Regions from separate parts of the Xenopus tropicalis genome. Here region 1 is linked to region 2. The links are chromatin contacts, called in public Hi-C maps. All regions are on one chromosome and are shown on one strand. Each heading gives the region's core, a stretch centred on a gene start, on an enhancer-like site or on the middle of the called end of the contact. The rest is flanking DNA. Distances are from core to core; before and after follow the strand shown.

The links. A called contact is a pair of places that touch in the nucleus more often than the background predicts.
Region 1: a Hi-C map of gastrula embryo shows a contact between it and region 2, with 1.7 times the contacts expected there. The contact joins the promoter of dzip1l here to the promoter of LOC101733382 in region 2. A contact is called at or near these places in 4 of 5 Hi-C or Micro-C datasets (brain, gastrula embryo, neurula embryo and 1 more).

Annotation. Positions count from the first base shown.
Region 1 is chr5:131,733,514-131,736,760 of UCB_Xtro_10.0, forward strand. dzip1l (DAZ interacting zinc finger protein 1-like) reads left to right here and starts at 1,934. Exons shown (of 11, transcript NM_001079400.1): 1 at 1,934-1,977.
Region 2 is chr5:131,588,764-131,591,813 of UCB_Xtro_10.0, forward strand. LOC101733382 (alpha-1,4-N-acetylglucosaminyltransferase) reads right to left here and starts at 1,503. Exons shown (of 2, transcript XM_031902951.1): 1 at 1,018-1,503. The coding sequence starts at 1,479.

The DNA.
Region 1 (3,247 bases), core at 684-3,183, 150 kb after region 2:
AAATAGGATTTATTGCAGTTGATGGTAGTATTTGCCTAACCCTTTCTGCACTGCTGGTTCTGACTCATGAAACATTGTACAGGTATGGAACATATTATCCAGAATGCTCGGGACCTGGGGTTTTCCGGATAAGGGATCTTTCTGTAATATGAATCTCCATAACTCTGCTAAAAATCATTTAAATATTGAATAAACCCAATAGGCTTGTTTTGTCTCCAATAAGGATTAATTATATCTTAGTTAGAATCAAGTAAAGGTACTGTTTTATAATTACAGAGAAAAAGGAAATCATTTTTAAAAATAAGAATTATTTGCTTATAATAGAGTCTATGAGAGAGGGCTTTTCCATAATATGGAGCTTTCTGGATAATGGGTTTTCCGGATAAGGGATCCCATACCTGTAACAGAAACCTCCAGGCAAAACTTTCCCACAATGCCTTGCATACTTATCATAGGTCAGCTGACTTTTGCATCCATCTCTTTATTAATTGCTTTCTCATACATTGATACTGATTATCAAAATTGTGCCCGTTCTTGGTTGTCCATAAAAAGCTGCATTGCAGGTGTCTGGGAAGAAAGGCTTTACCTGGCAGCAGGTGGGAGTGGCGCCGGCAGGTAAGGAGAATGTGCAGGGAGGCAGCCGGCTCTGGTTACTGAGCAACATTAATAGATTAACTGAGGAAGGTAACTGGGTGCTTATTACACAGGCGGCTGCACACAGAAAGGCTGCTGCTTGGATTTCACTGTTGTTGATTCTGGGTCACATATTGTAAATGGAACAGTTTCCTTTATTGTGTGAGACCCGGTGTGGCTAGAGCGGTGCAATATGTTCCCAGCAATACCCTCCTGCTTTTATATACAGTCGGGGGAATAGGCTGAAACACAAAAAAATGTATTCAGTTCACTCTCAAAACCAACAATAGAGAATTAATTGGAATTGGTTTATACCAGTGATCCCCAACCAGTGGCTCAGGGGCAACATGTTGCTCACCAACCCCTTTGAAGTTGCTCCCAGCAGCCGCAAAATGGGCGCCCATTCTTAAATTTCTGGCTTGGGGGCAAGTTTTAGAAGCACACAGACACAGTTTCGAGGAGAATCTCCCCCACATGGGGCTAGCAAACAGCCAATCATTGTGCTTATTTGGCATCCCCAAAGAATTTGTCGTGCCTATGTGGCTCCCAACACTGTCTACATCCAGTGTCGGACTGGGACCCCAGGGGCCCACCAGAAAACCTTATATCATAGGCCCCCTCTCCAAACTATTTTTCCTTCTTTCCTCACCCAACCTCTTTATTCTCCTAGTCTCTTTTATTTACATGGTAGCATCTATTCTTCCATTTATTCCTCCTATAAAGATATAGGGAGGAATTAAAAAAAAATACAAAAACAACCTCAAGAGGTTGAGAAAAGAGTGAGAGGGTTGTTGCAGCAGAGGCTGATTGAGCTGCACACAGTTAGGGGCATTTCCACAGAGACTTTGGGGTGCACCTTTTATACAGTGATGAATATGGGGTGTTTTCAAGTGTTTTGTCCCACCCCGACTCAATTTGCCATTAACTTTAATCTGTAGGTTGCCCCAAGGGGACGCTGTACTGTGTGTTTGTACTTGTCTAAACTTTGTCCTGGAGCTATTGTGCCTCCAGTTACCCCCTGATCCACTTGAAGCAAAATCTGAGCTGATGGAAAACTACATCTCCCAGAATCCCCCAAGCCTTTTCTGCTAAACATCAATGCTAAATGCTAAGTAACCAGTAGGAAAGGCCATTTGTTTGCATGCAGCACTGCTATTGGGGACACAGTATTCTTAGTGCGAAAGTTCCCACTTCCCCTAGGTGACATATGAGGGGAATATATAAGTAGCCTCTCTAATGCCCATGCCCCCTCCTCTCCTGCTGACAGGTGTGAGTCCCTAGCAGGCACAATACAGTGAGAGGCGGCGGGGCCCCTCCCGGGGAAGGCGGCAGTGATGTTATGAGGTAACTATGGCAGGGAACCTGCTGGGCTTCATCTCCCAGGGGTCAGGCTTCCCTGGTTACCAACAGTACAGCCACTTCCTGTTCCATAAGGCAGCACTGTCACTCACAGCTCTGACTCGGGAGTGGGGGACAGAGAGCTCTTATACAGGTGGGACCCCCCAGGGAAGGAGAGAGGCAAGGAGCAGCCGGCCGGGAATACATTCATTCGCAGGACCAGTTCAGCTCTGCAGGGGGGAGACCCCATAGGCTGCAAAGCCACAGCTCCAGGTATATATATGTACAGTATATATATGGCTGTATACTCAGCCCTGTGCAAATGGTTTCCTCTGCATATGGTAAACTGCAACTCTCAGCAGTTACTTATTACAGGTTAATGGAAGTTGGTTATTAACTATACAAGTGGCCAAAAGTGACAGTTTCAGTGTATCCGTAACTGTGTTGTTGAATAAATGGGCATCTATTAATATTAGGGTCATGCAGCATGAAACCCCCCCCCCCCCCCCCTCTCTACTGTTGTTCAACTACAACTTATTTTATCCTGGGGGTAATAGGAGCTGTGACTGAGCTGCAGCGGGGACATGACTGGTCTGGGGTTTGTGCTGAGCGGAACATTAACCTATTCAGTACTGAATTGTAGGATTCAAGGCTACATTGCTGCTCAGATAACAGGAGCATATATACATGTACTGGTAAAGGATGTGTGTTTCATTGTAATAATATTATTATAAATAATATATTATAATATTGGGAAGCCTATATTATGATATATAATATTATATTAATTACAATATAATATGTACAGGAATGGTGTGTATGTATATGTATATATATAGTATAAAACACAAAAGCCATGAATGTCCTGTAAATTAAATCCTTATAAAGGGTACTTGGTGATGTCATCAGTTATAATTCACTCCCACAAACTTTCTGCCTTCAAAAGATCTCTAAAAACACATTCATTTAGAGAAGCTTACCCTCATTTAGTCTAACATACCCTCAGTGTGCTGCTAAAAGCAATACCCTGTGCCCCACCTCTCACATTGCTTAATTCTGATCTTGCCCATTCCCACACCTTGTGTCTCAACCCTTTCTCCTTGTAGATTGTAAGCTCTTTTGGGCAGGGCTCTCTTCACCTCATGTATTGGTTATTGGTTGCTTTATATGTTACTCTGTATGTCCAATGTATGTAACCCACTTATTGTACAGCGCTGCGGAATATGTTGGCGCTTTATAAATACATGGTAATAATAACATAATTGGTGCTTGGTGA
Region 2 (3,050 bases), core at 253-2,752:
CACGAATCCGAATCCCGAATGGGAAAAAAACGGATTGGAAACGAAAAGTTTGCGACTTTTTCGTCACCGTCGCGCTTTTTTCGTATTTTGTGCAATTTTTTGGTCGCCGTCACGACTTTATCGTATTTTGCGTGACTTTTTCGTCGCCGTCGTGATTTTTTCATATTGAGCAATTGTAAATGGCGGAAAAACCAATCCGATTTTTTCACAACGGCGACAAAAAAGTAGCGGAAAATATACGATAAAGTCGTAACGGCGACGAAAAAGTTGCGCAAAATACAGTCGCAAAAATACCGATCATTACGAAAAAAACGCATTCGGACGCTTTGGGTCCGTTCATGGATTAGTAAATGTGCCCCAGTGTGAACTTCTCTCTCTATATTGCCCACACCTGTTACTTGCCCCAGGTGAGCATCACATGTTTGAAACAATCGTATTTATCCACAATTTTGAAAGGGTGCCAATAATTTTGTCCAGCCCAGTTTTGTGTGACATTATGTCCAATTTGCTTTTTTCCCTCCATTTTTTGTTCTGTTTCAATACACACAAAGGGAATAAACATGTGTATAGCAAAACATGTGCTACTGCAATACTCTTCTGTGAGAAATACTTGATTTTCTGGAAGAATTTCTGGGGCCATTTTGGGCCATGGCTGTATAATCAGGCAGTGGACCACATCAGGGAAGGTAAGTGTTACAAATTTGTGGACAAGTACATTTTTTATGAAAAGGTTTTTTCGATGATGCACGGATTTACATATGAGCTGTTTTATGCAAAATATTTTTATAGAGATCTTCATTTTTCAGGGGTATAGTGTTCCTTTACCTGTTAAGTTATAACACAAGTAAAAACTTTCCCAAAGTTTCTATGCTGAGCGTTCCCTGAGTGATCACCACATCTGCCAACAGGTTTCTATTGCAAATTACTTTAGTTGAAAAGGGCACCCAAGCACATTTTAGGTTTGTACAAAAACATACAAAACACTACAATAGCTGTAATTACATATAATATACCTACCTTTTTGTACCAGGGTAGAAGTGGGGTATTAGCAAATACTTCCTCCAGTCTCAGAGGGAAAAGGTAGATATTATCATGAGATGAAAGGGTTGGGAATCTCTTTTTGGCCTTGTCTTCATCTTCTACTGAATTTATATCAGGTAAACCCTTCATAAAGAAAGCAATTGGTCTGTTGGGGTAGATCCGAGCTGCAGACTCTACTGCACACAAAACTAAGTGTGGGGGCTGCATCCTATCAGTGGTCTCTATAAAAATAATCCCATTTCCATTGCGAAGAATTTCTTCTGGTGTTAGATTGCTCTTTGTTTTATTGTTTGCTTCCTCCTTCTGTGACGTTCCATTGTTTGTGAAGGTAAAAGACATAATGGAATAGCCTTTTTGATAATTCACAGTCACCTTGTAGAAGAAACCGATACCCATCAGAATCATGACAAAAACAGTACCCCTTAAACATGCTGCCATTGTAGAGTAATAAGACGATGAATCTGTAAAAGAAAGAAAAAAATAAATTGTTATTACTGGACTTTTGAGCTCAACATTAAGGTGGCCATACACGGTGGGATCCACTCTTTTGGTGAGGTCACCTAACGAGTGGATTTTCTTCCAATATGCCAACCTACGGTGGGCAATATCGGGCTAGTTTGATCGTTTGCCCTTGGGTCAAATGATCTAATTAAAATGATGGGTATATGGGCAATCGGACCAGTGAGCTGATGTGGTCCCTGATCTGATGGGAAAATCAAACCTGCCCTATCAAGATCAGGTCAGTTTTAAGGCAGATGTCAGTCAGGTAGGCCTGTCCTGGGTGCCCATACATGGGCAGATAAGCCGCCAAATTGGTCTAATGGACCCGAATTTGCAGCTGAAATCTGTGTATGGGCACCTTTAACTATACATATTTGTAGGTTGCCTGAGGAACAGCAGCATGTCCGTAAGGGACAACAATTCTATTACTGTGGGCCTCATTTACTAATTTGGGCTAACAGGGTCAGACTGGGGGGTGCAGGGACTACCGGGGCTTATGCCTCAGGGGCCCCTGCACCCCCCAATGGTCATTGCCCCCAACACCCTCTGACCCCCTCCACCAAGCCTAAACCTGCAGCTCATTGGGGGCCCCCAGGTTTTTTCCCGGTGCCCCGGTGGCCCAGTCCGATGCTGTGGGCTAAGTACAAAGAACATAAAATGTGGGCCTGTACTTAATGTACTGTGCTTCTTGCTTCCTGAATGCACCACGGGGCAAATTTATCAAAATGTGACATTAAGAGGCTCATTTACTAACCATCGATTTCGTATTTTAAACTTTATTGCATTTTTTTTAGAAAAAGTGGCAGAAAAAAAACGCTGAAACATTTGCAAGATTTACTATGCATCTAAACGTCTAAAAAAACAATATTCCTTGAAGATCTTTCTTCAAGGAAGAAACTTTAGAGATTTTACTGGGTTTTTAACTCGACTTTTTCACAGGAACAATTCGATAAAATCAGGATTTTCTCAGCAACAATTCAAAAAAGTTGAGTTTTTTATGACTTTTCTTGCAGTGACTTTTCCTTGGGAATGAGAAATAGATCTAAAAGTTCACCACAGAAAAATGAACCCTCTTTATATTCATTCCTATGGGATTTTTAGAATAGTATTTATCAATGTATTAAAAAAAATTGCTATTTAATAAATGAACCCTCTAAAATTCCAAGAAAATGCAGGGGACCTGTAAATTATGCCCCTTTTTCACTGGCAGTCCCATAGGTATTTGGACAGCTACAGTATAAAGGGTCCTCTGTGTAATGGGAAGTAAGTCCCTTTTCTTGGGTCATAGCATGACCTTTGCAATTCAACAGTTTGGCCATAAGGTGGCACTGTGGTACAGTATAAAAGGGCAGCCATGTGGCAGAAGGCCATTTTGTGAGAGATCTCTGAGCAGGCAGGTGGAGAGGTTAAGTGGAACCTGGGTGTAAGGTAGGCCCAGACAGGTCTGGAAAGCTCTGTTATAGGTCACACCAAGCTTCATTATCGTGACTTTCCTTGGGCCAGGTTGG